3 separate regions of the Zea mays genome follow, and regions 1 and 2 are each linked to region 3. Evidence: chromatin contacts called from public Hi-C data. All regions are on one chromosome and are shown on one strand. The core of a region is the stretch at or near the end of the contact, and the rest is flanking DNA. Distances in the headings are between cores, read along the strand shown.

Region 1 (3,543 bases), core at 816-3,315, 310 kb after region 3:
GAGAATTGGGTGAATTCACCCGGGCAACAAGAAGACAACTCGTGGCAGGCTTTTGTGTACATACCTCCTCAAGACAGATGGGAAGTCTTGAAGGTAAATTATCGTTTTCTATCGATCAACATCCAGAGTATGTGACTTTTTTTAGTGATGAAGAAACCGTTCCCATTCCATACAGATCCCTCTTGATCGCTATTTACCCACATGGAGAGGAAATGTGATCCAGGCAAAGTTGGAAATGAACCCTGCTCGGATCGTGGGGATGTCTCTCTCTGTAAACGCAGAAGGCGGTGTTCCTGGCGCCAAGACTGGGCCTGGTGATTTTAGGCTTGATGTTGCTTGGATCAAAGCGTTGAGAGCTTTGTGAACTCCACAAGTCATAGTTTTATTTCACATCGGCCCTTTCCTTCTTTATCACCCTGCCCCAGTGGCGCCGCTGAACTCATCACCCGACCACAACCACAGGAGTAACCATAGCACAGATTGCCAACTCCTTTATGCACTTAATAATGGATTTTGTTTTGCTTCTGAGGTTTATGAATAAGTGGTAGAAAAATGGAGCATTTAGTTAAGGTGCCCCCTTTGGACAGATGTTGCTTTTTCTCTCTCTCTAGTATCTGATCGGCCGATAAAACGAGTGCATTCCACCCGGACGATAATGCGAGAGTAGGATTCAGTTTAATTCTTTGACTGTTAAGAGTACTACTGTTTGATCGTTTGAATTATACACGTTCATTTGAGTAATTTTTTTTTCATTCAAGGTGATCATGTGATTTAACATGACCACTTGTCATATTTGGTCCCCGTATGAGATGTGTAATGTGTGGGGATATTTTCTCTCTTTAATACAAAGAAGGGCAGCTAATCTTGTTTTTTGAAAAAAAGAAGAAGCTAGCACTGTTGCAGTATCCAGAATTGTCAGCCTGCTTAGATTGCACGTTTTGTTCGTGCTCAAGTGATTAGATTAGACGCATTTTGCGCCAAGAATTTGTTTGGCTAAACTTGAATCTTAACATCATTTTGTATTGGTCGGGAGTTGAGAAGGTCCCAATCAATATGGAATGGTATAGATCGAAGTGACCAAGTCCTTGCTGAGAAATGTGTACGCGGAATAAGTGAATTAGGGCGCAGCTACAGTAATCAAACAGACGGGTTTAATTTACCCGTGGCAGTGAATGGAAACTTGTACGTGCCTAATAATCTGCACGTTTTCCTCGAGTTTAACCCTTCCAGACATTCAGACTGGACTTTTCAGATCGAAGAACACGTACATGTTTTCCGCCCAAAATGCAAGTGGGTGGAGTGGAGGATCAAGCAAGTAGCGAATTCAGACATCTCCCTTTACAAGTGGAGGTGCAACGTGATCATGGACCAACAGGAAAACGAACGAACGAACGAAACGAACGAACGAAACAGGCAACGCCGCCGATCATACAACTACAAAGACCCAAAAAAAAAACGGTGAATGGTGACGAGACGACTAGTCGACGAGTCCTGCTTGAATGAACACTGCTGCATGTGCGCGAAACAGAGGAGGGGACGATGGTCAGCCTTCGATGAAGCCGGTGACGCGCAGCACGGAGTCGCGCAGGTGGCTGAGCTCGCGCGCGCCCGGCCGCAGCAGCGCGCACGGCGCCTCCTGCCGCCGCCGCGACACCAGCACGTGAGGCGGCACCATCGTCGCGGCGCTCCAGTCGCGGTCGCGGTCCCCGTCCTCGTGGCCACGGCGCCTGGCCGAGCTCGCGGGCCTCTGGATGTCCACCGGCCGCGAGCCCGCACGCGTCGTCGTCGTCGGCCTCTCGCTCCCAGGGACGCCGCCTCGCGGTCGCGGAGCCGGAGCCGGCGTTCTGGACCGCGGCGCCACGGGCGGCGACGAGCTGCAGCTGGGCGTCGCGTCGTCGCCGTCTCCCTCGTCGTGGGCCGTCTCAGGCCACAGCACCTCGCGCTCGCACAGCTCCTCCGCGCTCGCCATTGCGGCCGATGGACTCGCTCCCGCTCAGCGCGCGGTTCGGGGTTGCTCTGCTGTCTGGAGGAGTCTGGGAGGTGGAATGGACAAAGAGGTTCTCGTGCAGTACGAACCGGAGCCCGGGGAGGGGCGAGTATATATAGGCGCGGCCGTGTTCGCTCCCGGCTGCGCGAAGCTTCGCGCGCACGGCAGCCGCGTTGTGTGTGTGAGCCCCGTGGGAGACAGCAGCAGTAGTAGTATATTATGCGCAATTACATACGCTACAGTACTAGTACTATATAGTACTAGTACTGTATTCCTCCCATATATCCCATTCATGTGCCACGTCAGCAATCTCTCTCTCCATATCTCTACCCTCTTCAGCGGTCTCCTCTGTATTCCTCCCCCTATATACATTTCCAACCCAACCGTATCCGCACCGGTAGCTTTCGGACGATATCGCGCGCGAGCGTGGAGGAGAAGTGACTGGCCGCCGTGGGATAGCGTTCCTCTGCATCTAGAGGGAGAGAGAAGAATGCTACCGGGTAGGGGGGCTCGTAGAGAGAACCGCTGTGGCATTTAGCGTTCAACTGTAGCCGCTGAAGTAGCGAGGGGGAAGCAGTACAAGGAAGCGTTGAAGACAGTCTAATGCGCTATGCCACCCCCAAATAATTTTGGGGATTTCTTTACAAGATGACTTTGGAGGGGGCTGCCTACGAAATCGTCATCTCCGTGCGTAGCGTAGTAGAGTGGCGCCTAAGCTATTACGGGACGATGATACGTACTGGTCCACCGTACGCACGCGTGTTTGAACCAGCAAAAATGCAGAGAATCGAAACCTCCAAGGAGAGCACATCCGCTCAAGCCCACATCCGAAAAGAAAAGAAAAAAAAAACCTTTCTTCCAAGGTGAGCACTGTCTGTTGGAAATTTCAGAACACGACCGTGTCAGTTTCTTTCGGTTAGTTGCGCAGTGCCCAGAAGGCCAGAACTAATACTACTATAAACGGCTGCAACAAGCAACAACGTACCTCCTGTTCTACGCCAACAGTTTCAGCAACGTGTAAACGTACGCGCGTTTGATCGAAGCTTGTGTGAACCAGATGCATGGGCGAACGCGCATGCCTCCTGTTCTACGCGTACGTCTAACAGTGTTGAACCCACATAAAGGCCACCTCGAACTTCGTATGAAAAAAAGATATGCAGAGGAGTTCAAAAAAAATGCCTTTGCCGTCAACTGTTTGTAACCAACAATTAATGAAATCAACAGTCAGTCTCAGAGACTACTGACTCATAAACAGCGCGATATACGCGTACGTCCAACCGTTAACAGGATCGTAGACTGAGTGTGAGTGGACACGCTTGCTTTCCGCATTGATGACGATAAGCTAAGCATCGAGGTGGCCGGGCAGCCAGACCGACGACGACGACGGGTGCCGGCCGCCGCCGCGGCCGCTGGCTGAGGGCTATAAGGCTAGGTCTCGATGAAGCCGGTCATCCGCAGGACGGAGTCGCGCACGCGGCGCAGGTCCCGGCCCTTGAGCGTGCGGCCCTGGCCGGAGCACACCGAGGCCGCCGCCGCCGCCGCCCCGCGCCGCGCCA
Region 2 (3,401 bases), core at 272-2,771, 380 kb after region 3:
CCATCCTAACTTTCTCTAGGTTCCGGTCTTTGTTATGCCTACTGTGAAAATGCAAAACTGTCTTTCCTTCAGTTACATTGAGGAGTTCTCTAATTATGCTGTTAACTTAGGCAGATGTTGATTAGGATCTGTTTGATAGAGCTCTCAAAGTGTTTTTTGGGAGCTGAAAACAATTTTTTTTATTAAGAAGTGGGTGATTTTATGCTAATTACGTGAAGTAATTCCTGAAAATAAACTAGGAGATTAAGAGCTGCAAAAGGTACTTTCTTTAAAATCATTCCACACACAGAATTATTTTATGTATAGCCTAGAGATTCATTTTTATCCAAAGAACCACTTTCCAGAACATACTAGTTTTTTTCTATTTTTTTTTCTCTTGCGTGCGATTCTTAAGTTATGATACCAATCAATTTCTATTTCTAGGGAGGTTTTCTTGGTAAAAAAATCGATCACAAATTAAAACTGATGAGTGTCAGATGCCATGTAAAATAAAATAAAAGTAAACTTCAGTATCATGTGTACTTTAATATTACCTCCATTGACGGTGGCTAGTTCATTTTTGAACTAAAAATAGGTATTCATATAAGTGACAATGAGTTCTGAATTTTACATTATAAGATTTAATGGTACGATCGGATTCTATTTCTATTAATTTTTAAATTAAAATTTATTTAGAGTCATGTGAAGAAGTCATGTTAAGAATTATTTGGATTGTGGTTCATTACCAGCTCTATCTATTTATCGTTGAGCAAAGAGCCAAGCTGGCACTGTAGCAGGTGGTGATTGTCCGGTAATCTCGTAACAATAAACAGGGGCTTCCTTTATTTGAAGGCGTTTGATGGGACATGTGCGTCGCGAGGTGACGCGGTTGCAGGCACCTCTCCATCCTTCTGCCAAGCATCACATGGCGCGTGCTTTTGTAGAGAATCCGGCGCTGATCGGTCATCTCAGTGGCTCAGTCTGCAGTGCACCACCCAACACTATTGCCTTCGGTACCAGTAATGCCTGAGTCGAACAGCTTTTTTTTTGTCACGTCGGCTGGGACGTGCCGACGCACAGCCCACACCAGGGTTGGGATTTGGGCCTTTGAGGTGTTGGGCAAAGCCAGGGCTCGCGCCGACGTGCGGGTGCGGGGTCGTTCCACTGCCGCGGCGTGTGACACCTGAATCCTTTGGAGTCTTTTTTCATCAGTGTTCGGATTTCTGTCTTGCACTCTTGTTCACCGCCATCCTACTTCCACAGTTGGCAACGGAGCACGGGAGGCAACGGCCCCCCCCCCTTTTACACTTAACCATCCAGCGATCTCAGTGACAGTGTGTAGGAGTACGGCTGCGTCTCGATTTATAACATTCGCGCTTACCTAAATCTCTCTAAGAATAATGTTCATGTCTGCACTTCTAAATTGATTTATTATAAAAAAAATAAAAATTATAATCAACTTTATGATATTTATTTTTATTATAAAGTATTGGTGTTTTATTTATAATTGATTGTTCTTAAAATAGTAAAGCATAATATTATGTGCTAAAATTGTATTCTCATTCAGGGTGTAGCTAGCGCACGACCAGTCAAACTACGTACACTGTATTACTCGATCCTGCTACTATACAGCAAGAACCTCAAGCGTGCGGTTCCTTGTGAGTGACCCCTACTGGCTACTGCTACAGCGGAGGCAAGATCCTGGATGCGGACCTCCGTTTGTGGGATTACGGCGGGCGACACGAACGCACGGCGAGGCCTTGCCTGGACGGGCCCCGTGCCGGTGCCCCCCCCCCTGTTCTGCTTGTATCTGGCGCGCTTTCTCTCATGTCGCGTCAATCGAGTCGCTCACGCGAGTCACCTGTTTTCTTTACTGGAAGTGCAACCCCCTGTTTTACTGCAAGTGCAAGTGCAAAGGCTTCATGGCGAGACTCACTCTCCCCAGTCCCCAAAGCCCAGAACCCCAGAGCCGCACGCGCGAGCGCGAACACCATGCTGCCGGCGCTCATTGCCCTGCTGCTGTCCCTGCTCCCCGCGGTCGCCGACGCAGCGTCAATGGATCCAACAGAGAGGGAGACGCTGTTCCGCGTCATGGAGGCCGTGTCCTCCGACCGGGACTGGCGCGTCGAGAGCCCCGACCCCTGCGGCGGGCCGTGGCCGGGGCTGGAGTGCAAGCCGGCCGCCGACGCGGGCGCGGCGCGCATGCACGTCACGCGGCTGGACTTCGGCGTGGAGCCCAACCCGACGTGCAAGGACTCGGCGTCCTTCCCTCCCGAGGTCTTCACCCTGCCGCACGTCCAGTCCCTCTTCTTCGTCGACTGCTTCACCAACCCGGCCGCCACCACGGCGCTCGCCCTGCCGCCGCCCGCCAACCTCTCGGCCACCGGCCTGCAGCAGCTCAGCATCCGGGCCAACCCGGCGCTGTCCGGCGTGATGCCGCCGGCGCTGGCCAGCCTCCGGTCGCTCCAGGTGCTCACCATCTCCCAGAACGGCCTGGTCCGCGGCGAGATCCCGCCGGGCATCGGGGACCTCACGTCGCTGCTGCGCCTCGACCTCAGCTACAACTCGCTCTCGGGGCCGGTGCCAAGCCAGATCGGCCAGCTCAAGAGCCTTGTCGGCCTGGACCTCAGCTACAACTCGCTCTCCGGCGCCATCCCGAGCCGCCTCGGCGAGCTGCGCCAGCTGCAGAAGCTGGACCTCAGCTCCAACAACCTCACCGCCGGCATCCCGGACGCCGTCGCCAACCTCACGTCGCTCACCTTCCTGGCGCTCAGCAACAACGGCCTCACCGGCCGTTTTCCTCCGGGCATCTCCGGGCTGCGGAGCCTCCAGTACCTCATCATGGACAGCAACCCCATGGGCGTCCCGCTGCCTTCTGAGCTCGGCAGCCTCGCCCGCCTGCAGGAGCTCCGCCTGGCCGGCTCCGGCTACTCGGGCCCGATACCGGACGCGTTCGGCCAGCTGGCGAGCCTGACGACGCTCTCGCTGCAGGACAACAACCTGACGGGACCCATCCCCGCGGCGCTCAGCCGGCTGGGCAGGATGTACCACCTGAACCTCAGCAACAACGCGCTCGGCGGGGCCGTGCCGTTCGACCGCGCGTTCCTGCGCCGGCTCGGCGGGAACCTCGACCTGAGCGGCAACTCCGGGCTGTGCCTGGACGACCGGAGCGCCCTGCGGGGCATCGGCGCCTGCCGAGGCGGCGGCGACGGTGGCACTCCGATGTCGTCGTCGGCGCGCACTAGCTCGGGGAGCAGAGGTGTGAGGGGTTCGCTGGTCGGCGCTGCGTGCGTGGCCGTGTGCTGCCTTCTTGCCTTGAACGAGCACGCTCTGTATTGACTGGACAATTGTGCTCGTACTACCATTATTGTAGGTGTAGTTGTGCGCTGAAGTGAAATGAACCGCTCTATGCTCTCGAGATG
Region 3 (3,594 bases), core at 137-2,636:
CATTCTGGCAATACAAACACAAAAATTCAAGCAGATGAATAGCCTCAGTAGCGGCAGTATAGTGAGCATCCATCAGGTTCACGTCAATCAGAACTTACAAACCAATCATGACATGTCCTTCCAGTAAAGTAATGATGCATTAGTACTAATAAGATCGGCAAAGGAAAAGAGCTGCCAACGAGGACGTATATCACGACCAGTTCTTGTTCAATGTTGAAACTATATTGCATCATGATATATAGACAAGTATCTGGAGTTGACCTATTGTGACGTAAATGTAAATATTATAATGACAAGATTGTGTAGTGAAAACTGTTTCTCAGCTTACAACAAGAATGGAAGGCACGCTACAGCAAAAACTGTAATTTCAGCATAGAGATTGCATGTCCATCGGTTTCTACTACCATGATCTCAATCGCAGGTACCATTTACAAACAATTAGCGTCACACGCATATCAATGTGAAACCATTTACAGAGAAGCAGTGCTAGCCACATCCAATCTCTAGTTTCACAGGTGCAATGATGCTCCTTGCTCCCACAAAAAAACGAAGTGACAGAACAAAAGAGTTTACCATTTACCAAGACATTAGCAACAGCGACACATATGATGCCAGCGGTACTTAATCAGTAATCAGGCATTTTACTGTCCAACTATCAAACTTATATAATCAAGCGTTTATAACATCGTATATATAATCAAGCGTTTATAACATCATAGCTACAGGTAACGAAAGCAAGGGCCAGGCGACAACATACCCTGATGAGGCGGTATTTGGGCTCGAACTTCTTGGCAGACTCGAGGTTATCGTAGATGAGGCCGAAGCCAGTGGACTTGCCTCCACCGAAGTGGGTGCGGAACTTGAAGACGAAGATGGTGTTGGGGTCCTTCACCTCGTACATCTTGGCAAGCCTCTCCTTCAACTCCGCCTACACAAAGAGAACAAGCAGAACAACCCTGAGATCCAGGCCAGAAGCTCCCGCCATATGAGCCGCGCACACAGTACCGGGGCCGATATCTCACCTTGGAGACGTTGGCGCGGCCGGGGTGGATAACCTCAAGCACCTGCAAGAATGAGGGAGGAGAGGCAGAGATTTAGTGAGAGATGGGGACGAGACGGGGAGCACCGATGGAATGATTGGAAGGTGTTGGTCTGATGGACGTCACTTACAAATTGTTTGCGGGCCAGCAGGCGGTTGGTCATGAACTTGCGAGTGCGGAGGGTGACCGCCGAGGTGGCCTTGGAGTCCGCCATGGTTGAGCTAGCCGCACCGCCGTCGGAGGAGAAATGGAGGCTGTGGCTGCGCGAGACGGCTAGAGGAACGAGGGTTAAGGGGCTGGGTGGCGGCACGGAAAACCCTAGGGGTGGGCGAAGCGGTTGTTTATATAGTGGGCTTGGAGATGCCGTTGGTGATGTTTCTAGGTGAAGTACGATGGGCCGTCTTCAAACGGGCCGCCTTATGGTCTGGTCATTAGTGCTTTGGATGGCCTCGGCTGAGTCGATCGAATCTACTTGCATCACAAAAGAGTAAAACAATCATGAAAAATGGCAGAGTGAGCAATTTGGAGTTTTCGAACAAGTTCAATAATATAGCCAACAATAGACTTTATAATATTTCCATGTCAGATATAGCCAACTAAAACTATAGTCTTACAATAACACTAGTTGTACATTTAATACTTGATATCTCTTTCGTTCACAATCAATCTTGGAGTTCGTTACCAGCTTGCTTTGAAAACTAACTAGCATATAACACGTGTTAACGCTACGATCACGCAGAGGGGAAGGGAGGGGTCAGCGGCGACGATGACGCAAGGGGAGATGTGGACGTCGACGGTGACGAGTGAGGGAGAGGGGCAGTGGGACGCAAAGGAAGGGAGAGGCTAGGAGTGCGGGGTCACTAGGGAGAGGGAGGGATGAGAGGTGATCTAAATAACATTGCTCATTAAATTTGAGTAGGAGAGATAGGATTATCTAGCGATCTGAATCGTTGGTTTTGATGGCATGTTAAGTCTGGGTGAAATTTGTTTGTTGGATTTAGTGAAGGGTATGAGTATAGGGGTGATTTGGTTAGGTGAGTTTTGTAAAGTTAAAACTGATAAATTATAGTGATGAATTATAGTGTTATAGATAATTATCTTTAAATATTAGGTACACAAAAATCATATAGGTCCAATCAATCATCATTAATGTTACCTAACTTAAATTGACGACAAAACATATGTTAATCATAATAATTTAGTGTTATCATTGATTAATAATCTAGTGTTATCATTAATCATTAAAACTATATACTTTTTGCCATTAAGTGTTTGACTACATTTGCGAAAGACGTTAGACTAATTTTGGTTCAGAATATCTAAGACTCCTGGTGGAATATTTTTTGCATGCATTGAATGCATTGGTAGAATAGTTTGGTCGCTTGGAAAGTCCAATATATTTTCTCAATCCCTCAAAATCACCGCTCAATCGACTACTGAGGGCTAATTTGACAACTTTTTTAAGGGATTTTCATTTCCGGGAAATTAGTTTATTTTTCTTTAAAAAATAGAAAATTCACGAAAAAATAGAGTTGCCAAGTTTGTAAAATCATCAATCTCTAACACCGTTTAAAAAACAACCTGTGCCACGATAAGATGTAGAGGCAGTACCGCCACATCATGTGTGGCAAAGCAACTGATCGGGCACATTCGTCGTGCAAATGAAAACCCCAACACACATGAAAAAAAAAGCATCCAGGTCTCGAACTACATAGTAATAATAAGATAAACACGGTGCCCCTTTGAGGATAATAAATCACAATTCAGTGGCTAGGTTTGTGAAGAAAAAAAACACAAGCAAAACAGTGCACAGATTGTAAAAAAAAAAGTATACGGACGACAAAATACGACAACCGAATATACAAAAAAAAAAGGTCTAGCTAGGACATCTCCTTGAATCTTGCCATGGCCTTCTTCTGGATGATGGTTTTGTAGCTGTCTCCGGCTTTGGCCTCCAGGATTGGATCAGCCTTCCGCTGCTGACTTCCTAGTCCAGCCCTGACGTCCACGGATTTTGCCTGGACTGGTTCCTTGATACCGCTGCCATCCTTTCCGAGACCCTGGATATTTGCGTAATAGTTGCAAGAAACAAAAACAATACAAATGCACACTCACATTAGAAGGAATACAATACAATATTTTTTGCACTTTCCACAATGCATGAAATATGGGCACACTGATTTCCCCTGGATGGAATCACTTCTCGTGTCCAACAAACTATTTATTCCACGCTAGACATCTTATCCACAACAACGAAGCTTTTTATCGCAAGTTGGATAGTTTAGAGTTCAAACCCAACAGAAAACCACAAGATTTAGACACGTGGATATCTTGTTTTACATGCACTCTTGTTCAAACTAATTTTTGTGCTATATTCTGTCCATTCAAGTCTCCTTTTATTGTATCGTCCCATATCAATTTCAGTCTTCTCCTGTCCCACTTTTCATTGCTATCACACCTTAGAATCCAAAATGCATTGGTGCCTCTAGAGGACTTCATTGGATATATCCAAACCATCTCGACCTCTTTTCTTCAATTGGCACTACCCTTACCA

What was found. Hi-C and Micro-C count contacts between places; a contact is called where the count stands out from the background.
Region 1: a Hi-C map of tassel shows a contact between it and region 3, with 2.6 times the contacts expected there. The contact joins the promoter of LOC103636246 here to the promoter of LOC542641 in region 3. A contact is called at or near these places in 3 of 25 Hi-C or Micro-C datasets (ear, leaf and tassel).
Region 2: a Hi-C map of ear shows a contact between it and region 3, with 2.6 times the contacts expected there. The contact joins the promoter of LOC100192730 here to the promoter of LOC542641 in region 3. A contact is called at or near these places in 2 of 25 Hi-C or Micro-C datasets (ear and tassel).

Annotation. Positions count from the first base shown.
Region 1 is chr8:159,986,405-159,989,947 of Zm-B73-REFERENCE-NAM-5.0, forward strand. It overlaps LOC103636246, which reads right to left and starts at 2,066. Exons shown (of 1, transcript XM_008658607.4): 1 at 1,170-2,066. The coding sequence starts at 1,969. The coding sequence ends at 1,544. LOC109941645 reads right to left here. Exons shown (of 1, transcript XM_020542818.1): 1 at 3,150-3,543. The coding sequence ends at 3,416. It overlaps LOC100273643 (NADH:ubiquinone oxidoreductase intermediate-associated protein 30), which reads left to right. Exons shown (of 9, transcript NM_001360283.1): 8 at 1-93; 9 at 176-559. The coding sequence ends at 364.
Region 2 is chr8:160,063,371-160,066,771 of Zm-B73-REFERENCE-NAM-5.0, forward strand. It overlaps LOC100192730, which reads left to right and starts at 1,522. Exons shown (of 1, transcript NM_001137930.2): 1 at 1,522-3,401. The coding sequence starts at 1,807. The coding sequence ends at 3,318. LOC100283913 (putative conserved membrane protein) reads left to right here. Exons shown (of 5, transcript NM_001156811.1): 5 at 1-205.
Region 3 is chr8:159,681,143-159,684,736 of Zm-B73-REFERENCE-NAM-5.0, forward strand. It overlaps LOC542641 (40S ribosomal protein S24), which reads right to left and starts at 1,387. Exons shown (of 5, transcript NM_001112165.2): 1 at 1,171-1,387; 2 at 1,023-1,064; 3 at 758-928; 4 at 1-4. The coding sequence starts at 1,254. LOC103636240 (SUPPRESSOR OF ABI3-5) reads right to left here. Exons shown (of 16, transcript XM_035961874.1): 16 at 2,721-3,100. The coding sequence ends at 2,921.